2 separate regions of the Mus musculus genome follow, and region 2 is linked to region 1. Evidence: chromatin contacts called from public Hi-C data. All regions are on one chromosome and are shown on one strand. Each heading gives the region's core, a stretch centred on a gene start, on an enhancer-like site or on the middle of the called end of the contact. The rest is flanking DNA. Distances are from core to core; before and after follow the strand shown. Region 1 overlaps Opcml (opioid binding protein/cell adhesion molecule-like). Region 2 overlaps Opcml (opioid binding protein/cell adhesion molecule-like).

Evidence for each region. Hi-C and Micro-C count contacts between places; a contact is called where the count stands out from the background.
Region 2: a contact with region 1 is called in a Hi-C map of the N1E-115 cell line, with 2.7 times the contacts expected there. The contact joins two enhancer-like sites. A contact is called at or near these places in 4 of 484 Hi-C or Micro-C datasets (the N1E-115 cell line, cerebellar granule neurons, neural progenitor cells and 1 more).

Annotation. Positions count from the first base shown.
Region 1 is chr9:28,065,370-28,070,009 of GRCm38.p6, forward strand. The region is part of intron 1 of Opcml (opioid binding protein/cell adhesion molecule-like); the gene reads left to right. Among named protein-coding and RNA genes, the nearest start is that of Opcml, 280 kb to the left of the region's middle. Within about 2 kb of position 3,037, at least 1 of the 459 cell types and tissues checked has an H3K27ac peak or open chromatin away from gene starts, as enhancers often do. A contact at or near this core is called in the N1E-115 cell line, where this site is marked.
Region 2 is chr9:28,245,414-28,249,761 of GRCm38.p6, forward strand. The region is part of intron 1 of Opcml (opioid binding protein/cell adhesion molecule-like); the gene reads left to right. Among named protein-coding and RNA genes, the nearest start is that of Gm39313, 150 kb to the right of the region's middle. Within about 2 kb of position 2,893, at least 43 of the 459 cell types and tissues checked have an H3K27ac peak or open chromatin away from gene starts, as enhancers often do. A contact at or near this core is called in the N1E-115 cell line, where this site is marked.

The DNA of each region.
Region 1 (4,640 bases), core at 1,787-4,286:
CTCCTGAATGATTCTTCATGAGACAGAGAGAAGAGACAAGCCACAGCATTAGCAATTATTTCAATGCCTATTGCTTTATATAAATTGTTTAATCTAGTCTTGCAAATCACTGTCAAATAGACAATAGTCTCTCATTATCATCCTTTTTTTTTAAAGAGGAAGAAAATGAGGGCCTAGAAAAATTAATTTGTGGGGTTACATAAGGGTATATTTTGTAGTCAAAGTCTGCTCATATTCACTTGATGTCAGTTTCCAGGCATCTCTTCAGCATTCCTTGGAATAGGCTACTGCTGGGGATAGGGGTAGGGGTGAGGTCACATTAAATGGGACCTTCTACTATCTCCAGAAGTCTGGTACTTTCTACTCCAGTTTTCTCTGGATGTTTTTCTCCTAGATACCATGCATCCCTTGGTTTGGTACCCAAAATCTTGTATGTGTTAGCACCAGACACTCAGTCTGTGAACTAAATGGTTTTAGCTAGCCAGACCCCTAGATCTGGCCTCAGAGATGCGGAACCAGAGACTACACATGCCAGGACATGATCTACCTCTGGGCTTCATTTTATTTTTTTCTATGTGTTTCTCCTTTCCTCTTCTGTTTTGCAGAATATTATGTACTGAAGCATCCAGGGAAAAAGTAACACTCTTCCTAGATGGAGGAGCTCGTGGAAGCCTAGGATCACTATTAGAGAAGTGGTTCTATGCCACTGAAATCTGGATTGGGGTGATCAGCTCCAGTTAAAATTTCAGACACATTTGATCTTGTCCTTGTTCTTAGTATCCTACATCCAATTAAGTCACCCATTTGAGCAGTTCTTTTCCAAGTTTTCTGACCCCTGTGTTCCCAGCATCCTAGCCAAACCCCCTCTGCAGGACTCCTGTAGTGCCCCTGTGCAGATGTAGCTCCATGGTGGTGTTCTTTTACCTGTTAGACCAGGGCCCTCTTTCACCAAGGACCCCTCCATGTTTGCCTTTCTAGCTTGACTTTTGTTTTGATATCTTTCTCAGCCTCTGCTGCCTCCAATTTTCTAGATTTGCCATCTTTGAACCTGCTAAATATGTGTTCACTTCTGTGCTTTTGCAAAGCCTGTATTTTTTTTTTCTCCCTGGAACATTTTGTCCCCAGCCAGCTCCCTCTACCTCTGTGTCTTTTATCAATCAACTCAGAGCTCCTGTTCCGCTTCTTGCTTCACCAGAAGTCAATATTCAAAGTTACTTCCTGTTTACCTATGGCCTACTTTTTTGTTTGTTTGTTTGTTTTTTCAAGACCGTGTTTCTCTATGTAGCCCTGGCTGTCCTGGAACTCACTCTGTAGACCAGGCTGGCCTAGAACTCAGAAACCCGCCTGCCTCTGCCTCCCAATTGCTGGGATTAAAGGTGTGCGCCACCACTGCCCAGCAGGCCTACGTTTTCATTAAGAAATAAGGAATATGGAGGGAGAACACTGTTAGCTGCCTGTTAAATTAAGAGCAGTATCAGGGAACAGAGTGTGCAGTAACTAGTCATTAAATGAAGAACTGTGCAAAACTCCATCTTTCCTCAGCATAAAGACTTGATTGATGGCCTCTTCATCTCCTTTTATCCCTAGCCTGTCCTTCTATTTTGATTTTCTTTCTGGCAGGATAAGCTTTGTTTAGTAATTAATATTCTATACTTTTGCTATAATTCTCATGGTTTGAATATTACCATTTTATCCTTTTCCTTTACCACTTCTTCAACAATGATCGAGGGAGTTCACTAGTTCCTAGAAAACTGATTGAGGCTCTTGGGCATAGATGGGAATGCATGGGGCTGTCATCATATCAAGTGTTCTTATAGCTCAGGTCTCAAAAACATCTTACTCTGAATGGCGGAGTTTGAGAAAATGAGATGCAGTCTGAGTTCCAGCTCAGCTCTCACATACTGCATGGCTTTAAGGATGTTATTGAACCTCTCCGTGACTCAGGTTTGGGAGAGCAGAGAATCTAATGTTGACCTCCTGAGTTTGAATTGAGAATTCAATTTGTGAATTCGTCCAAGTACTGAAACAGCAGGCCTAGCATACAATTCCCTTTTGAAACAAAGACCCAGGAATGAAACAAGGCAGTTCTTTTCTCTGGTCCCAGCAACTCAAATAGGCATCATGAGTCCCGAGCATTTCCTATCTGCTAACAGGGGGACAATGGAATAATTTCTCACTGTGGTTTCGTTCACTCTAACATTCAAAGGTGAGTAATCTTAAAGCCAGGAAGACAGAATCCGTGCTTCTAATTTGATTTGATTTTTAGTTTACTTCTGCTCAGGCTGTGGGGTTTCAAATGGATTATCCATATTTCAATTTTAAAGCCTACCGGGCCCTCCTGTTCTGCTGCTGTTTGTCCTAAGTGCTCTAAGGAGCCCCCCAGAGTGTGCTGGGTGACCCTATACAGGTGAGGCAGGTTGGGCTCCATGGGCTATTAGGATTCTGGCGCTGCTGGGGAAGTAAACTTAGCATCATGCATCTAGCCTCATGAGGGGTGAAGCTAGCATCCTAAAGTGAGCAAGGAAACCCGTGTCCCAGGATGACTCACAGAAGATTTGGCCACAGGTCCCCAATGATCAGCCTAAAGAATATACAGGATGAGACTGTCACCCCTAACCTAACCTCAGAGTAGCACAAAAATGAATTTCTGGGCCCCACTACTTGCTCAGGAAAGGCCATAGAAGCTGAGACATTGCAACACTGGGTGAACCTCCTTCTCAGAGTGACACTGAATTAATTGTCACTCCCTAATGTGATGAAGCAGGCCTGCAGCTGGATCTCACATGCCCATGGGGGTAACTTTGCTACCTTCACTTAACATGCCTGCTAATTCTAGATGTGCAGAAAAATAATATGCCAGTTTCTCTCGTGGCACTAGTATTTCATACACAGATAACTTGACCATGAGTTTTCCCCGTCCATCATTCATAAAAATAAAAGACTCTTCTGTCAGTTCACTGACTAGATAGTGTATAGCTTTCCAAAACTAGGTGTCATTTAAATGGTAGATGTTGGAGGCAGATGGTTGTGCCAGGCCAACCATCTCTTTGTCTTTGGTCTCAGTGAGGAAAGGGATCCATTGCTTCCTCCAATGTCATTACTCTAGCCAATGCCAATCACCCTCCACTCAAGGCACAGATGGAAAGGGCACCGCCTTTCATCTATGTCCTGAAAGTACACAATATCTAGATACATACCCAGGAGTTGAAAGCAGGCTCAGCTTGTAGCTGAATATAGCAGGACTTACCCGGAACACTGGCTACTTAAATAATGACATAGAGACTTTTTAATACTTTAAAGCTTAGGCCATTTACTGGACAGTCTCCCAGCTACTCTAACATGACTGGTCCTGGCACAGCATCCTGCCACATAGCCAGCTTTACCTCTTTGCTCTGCTCCAGTCTGACCCTTAACCTCCGTGTCTGCTGCCTGACTCTCTTCCCTCTCATCTCTTCTTTCATTGTCTTTCTCTCTGCCCAGAAGATCTGCCCTCCACTTCCTGCCCAGCTATTGGCCATCAGATCTTTATTACAGCCAATCAGATAAGATTCTAGATTTCGTTCAGCAAGTGAGGAAGGAACAATACAAACATCTTGCTAGCATTTAGCTCTCTGCCAGTCCAAAATTAAGAATTTATTATATAGAGTCATATCTTCATGTAATGTACCCTAACAGCCGAGTGTGTTTCAGCATCCAGCTCCTGATGCAGCATAAATCTTCAGGCCATGGGATGAAGACAAGGCCCAGTGTCTGTGCTAAAGCAGGCATACAACCTCACAGGTGATATAGGTCAGAAGCAAGTGGATGCAATGGTGCACAATTACAACTATGAAAGAGACAGGCAGCACACATCCAAGAAAGCACGGGGTGGAATGAAAACAGTCTCAGGGATGCTGTAACTCAGACTCCCTTTTCTTAGGAGAATCTCACTCCCTACTAAAATCTTAGACACTTAGCCTTACATAGTGTTGAAAGGGTAGGCCATCAAGGTCAAAATGGGATTAACTTGAACAGAACTTTTTTTATACTTGGCTTTCCAACTTTTATTAAGCAAAGTCTGGGGCAGTTCACTGCTGGTCAATTAGTCAGGAATTTCAGGGGACAATTAAACTATTGTCAACTTGAAATTGGACCTGATAGGAGTATGTACCTCACAGAAGTCAGCAAACATCACAAATAGGGATATTTGTGTGTGTGTGTGTATGTATGTGTTCTTGTTGTTCTTAGAGAGCTTATTGATCACCCTTCTCAGCATAGAATTCAGTGATTTTAAGGTTTAATAAAATAATTTATTAAGAGAAAAATATCATAGCAAATGTCTTAAGAATTAATGCAATGCATGACAATATAAAATATTAATTGTTTCTGATTTTCACCGGGCGTGGTGGCACATGCCTTTAATCCCAGCACTTGGAAGGCAGAGGCAGGCGAATTTCTGAGTTCGAGCCCAGCCTGGTTTACAGAGTGAGTTCCAGGACAGCCAGGACTATACAGAGAAACCCTGCCTCAAAAAAACAAAAAAACAAAAACAAACAAAAAAAATTGTTCCTGATTTTCACGTTTTTGTCAACATTGTGTGTAACCTATGTCATTACATTTATTATTCCCAAAATGAAAGCTATTATGTTATTTTAAATACA
Region 2 (4,348 bases), core at 1,643-4,142, 180 kb after region 1:
AAGGAGGTGGCAAGGCCTGACTAGAGGACAGTATGGCCTTGGGTACCAAGTCTTGGCCTGGGGCCTCTTCCTGTGTTTGCTTTTTCTTTCTTAGTAACTATGGCTATATGAACCATTCTGCCCCACCAGTCATTGCCTCATGACAGACTGACACCTCGGAAACTAAGGGCCACAATTAAAATTCCCCCTTTCAAGTTGTTCTGTCAGATGTATCAGTCACCCATACACAAAAGTTGCTTGTCCAATAGGCACAGAGCACACAGGACTCTGTTAATTGGCCACATAGCCTGCAGTCTGTTGAGGGAGGCATCCCTGTAGACAAGAAAACAGGATGCAACATGATGAGAGAAGTAGGTAATGAGAACACAAGGCTTAACTCTTCAGAGGCCACCAGGGAGTCTCAGAAGAAAGCTCAGCAGGTTACCATGGGCCCCACATCAGAAACCCATCAGCATGAGCTTCTGTTGGTGCTGCCTTCTTCTCCCCGTAAGACATTCTGTCTACCATCAGGAATGCCAGAGGAGTCTGTCCCATCAAAGTCCCAAACCCAGTCTGGGCTGTTACAAAGAGGCTTTCAGGCTCTAGCTGCATTTAGCATCTGGGTTTCAGATCGCTTTTATTTCAAAACCACCTTCTGTTGTGAGTTGTTGTTGTTGTTGTTTTAATATATAATGGCATAACCAAAGGCTAGCCCATGTCCTATGACCCTCTCCCCCACAGCACCCTGCATCCATACTCTCCTCATTCCCAGTACCACACTAGGGTGTGGGGTACCACACAATACCAGAATGGACCAGTCCATTCTGTGCCAGACCTCCAGCCCCCAGAATACAGCCCTGCAGGCCTAAGTGAATAAGCAGAGAAAGGATGGGGCAGGCACCTGCAAGCTGTTTTAAAGGACTGGAGCAGAAAACACCAGCCTCCTGCTCTGTGGCCATATGAGCAGTTAAGTCTTTATTCTCAAGGTTCTCTCATGTTCCTCCACAGCTTAAAACAAGCAACCGCACACTCAGGTGTGCTTCTGGCTGGACGGCAGGGAAGGATTCAAAGAAAACTTTGCAAGTAGGGAACATAGGCCCATGGGTAACCTTCTAACCAACCTCTCGCTCTCAGTTAGGAGCATAGTTAAAATGTCCCACAGATGTGACAAAAGCCAACTTAGGGGGCAAATAAAAATATGTGCTAAAGGACATAGGGATAGCCATTTTGGGTGTCCACTGAGGACATAGTCACTGCCACCCAGCTTCATCCTCTGACCCCAGCCTTTCTGCTCACCATGGCTCACAGTCAGTCACATGGGGATATCTAGGAGCTTGTTGCAATGAATATTCTCCGGATCTGCCCTGGATGGACCCAAGTGAGACTGTATTTTAACAAGATTGGGCATGGAACTGGGTACACATCAGCATCAGAGGGGCAGTGCCCTGCCGTGCCTTGTGCTGATGTTGATTCAAACCGAGGTCTACTTGCCTGACCAAGTGTGTCTGTTCAGGACTGTGGGGCTACAGGCTATTGCAGGCTGCTATGGGGGAGCCCTGTTCACAGCCACTAAGGGATTCCTTTAGCTTCCCCTCTACACCCTGCTTGTGGGAACTGATAAACTATGCCTCTGTCATGGAATGATCTTCATGGTGAGTTAATTCCCTGAGACTGACTGCTGCCATCATGGCTCCAGTTCGAAGGATGTTCCTGATTAAGGAAAAATGATGAGGTCTCAACTTGTCGTTGGCTCTGACACTGCCACAGAATGGAAGGCAGAGCTGGCTGGAGGGTGCTGAGATGAAGGCGGGGGTCCTTTCTCCCAGGAGGCAGGTCACAGGAAGTCACGCTATGGTTTTCCCTGTATATATACCCCAGAACAGCAGAGTCAGGGAATAAGGAAGCCACATGTAGTGGGGATGCTGTTGTCACTCTTCACACACAGATTGTGCCCTTGCACTTGGCAGGGTCCCTTCACCCAGGCTGAGTATAGAATCAACTCTTCTGCACTCTGATATCCAGCCTTGAATGCTTCTGGGGAAAAAAAGAGGTCACCACATGTCAGGATAGCTACCCTTCTCCCTATGCCATGAACTCTAAGGAATGGTTTGGTCATTTCCTTCTATCAAGTTCAAAGACATCTCCCTGATACACACGGGTGCAAAACATACATACGATACTACGATATGCTATTGAATAAACTCACAAGCTCTCTGGCAGCAAATGTTTTCATCTGGAGAGGCAGGGGTCAGGGCAGAAATACAGGCAGATCTACATACGGAGAGCAGGGTCCAGTGAAGTGGAAGTGGGTGTGTGGAGGAAGGCAGGAGTGGGCATAAAAAGTGAGGAAAAGCAAGAGGGAGGATTACATAAGGAGACCAGTCCACTCACAATAACAGGATTGACGTGGCTCAGGACTTCTCCCCAAACCTGTCATTCATAACTCCTAACAGCTTCATACTTCATATTCCCCCAGCAGAGAAGGGGCAGCATAGAATAGATAGTGAGGAGTAGGATGTGTTTGTGGCAGGGGAGTGTCTGCCTGTACTGGGTTTAGTTCTCAAATTGGAGTGACAAGCGGCACTATTAAAAATCCATGTGCATCATGAGCCCCCTTGTGTCTTTGAAGAGCCATTGCAGCTCTGCAAGAATTACTGGGCTGAGGACTCTTCCAGGGGATTGAAGGGTGTCTCTGCTGGATGAACAAGGTACAAGGGCCCAGAAATGAGCACTGAGAGTGACCCAAATCTTTGTACAGGCAATCTATAAGGGCTTTATTTTTTTATTCCTTGTCTAGGTTCTGTTTGGCGTCTAAAGCACATTTCTTTCCCTATCAGCGATTCCACACAAGGGCTTGCTCACCCCTTCACTGTTCCCATCGCTTCTGTTTTGTTTGCTATGCATGCTGACAGCTGTGTGTAGGCCATGTGCTCTTCCTTGTGTGTGCCTGATGATAACAGTGAGCTTCTCTCTACTTCCTCTAACTTAGGTAAGTGATGCTGTGGTGGAGAGCTCACTGTTCCCGCATCTCCCATGCACACATTTCAACGCATCCCTGCTTCTCTGTGCTGAGTTCCTTCTGTCCAGTGACTCCTGTGATCTGTATCTTTGCAGCTGTTCCTCAAGGTTAGATCCTCATGTACCACCACTGGTACAGTTACCCTGCCCGCCAGCAACCTCTACCCCAGCAAATATCCCTGCAAGAGATGCTCTCTGGTATTTAGGATAGCTTGGGGCTGTAAAGTATGCCAAAGGACAAATCTAGGTCACAGGAATTAGTTGAGTTAACCTAAGGGCTAGCTCAGGCACTCACCAACCACGGCTTCCACAGTTGTTATTCCCGTTGTTTCCATGTCCCCTCTGCCACTGCCAGCCTTCCCATTTCTACCAGCCAATTATGTATAAAATGACTCAGTCTCATACTCACCTGCTCACCAACAAACTGAGACTCCCTTCCTGTATTCCACTGGCATCTGAGTTTCATTTTTAAATCCCATGTTCATTTCATTTGCCCATAATCCATCATCGTTTTTTTTTTTCTTTTTGGTTTTATTGATGTGAAGATTGTCTTTGTAGAACGAGTATTAATTCTATGGTGCTTTCAGATATTAAATTATTTTCTTCCATGCAGTCCAATACAAAAATATTTCCTATTCTGGACAGAAATCTTTCACTCTATCATACTTATTCATAGTTTCCTTTGTGCCTTTAGCTTTTGAGATCATGTATAGAAATTCAAGCGAGTCTTCCCCCTCTCCTAGCTCACAGAGTCACCCTCTGGCTTTTCTCTTTGTTGGCTTTGATAGTTTCTCCTTCCTGCACTCATATCTTTAGTCACAAGGCATCTGGCTCTCAATCAACACTGGGCTGGGATCTGGTGTTGTCCTATCTTGGTCTCTGAATGCTTTCTGCTCTCATTTAAACAAATTGCCATGCTGAGCCTGTGGGAGAAACAGTCCAGAAGCACAAAGCTTGGAACTGGTTGCAGGGATCAGCTCCATGGCTGGAGCAGGCTGATGGACCCGGAGTCTGATCTCAGAGTTTCCAGACTAGGTCGAGTCCTCTCTCCAGGGAGCCGTAAGTCTGATGGCGATTGGTTCTGACTCACCAGAACCAATGATTACCTCCCTTGCCGGATTTCTTGAAAGACAAGGTTTCACCCACCTGTTCTAGGCAGCTTGGATAATAAACAGCAAAATGAATCACACGTGTCACCATTTGCCCATTGGCAGCCATTGCTGCCCTGTCACAAAGAACTTTCCCATTGTAGCTTTAGAAATATGATACCAGAAGAACTGGTCAGAAGTGCCTATTAGCTGTGTCTCAGATTCACCTGTAGGGAGGGAAAGACCTGAGTGGAAAAAAATAA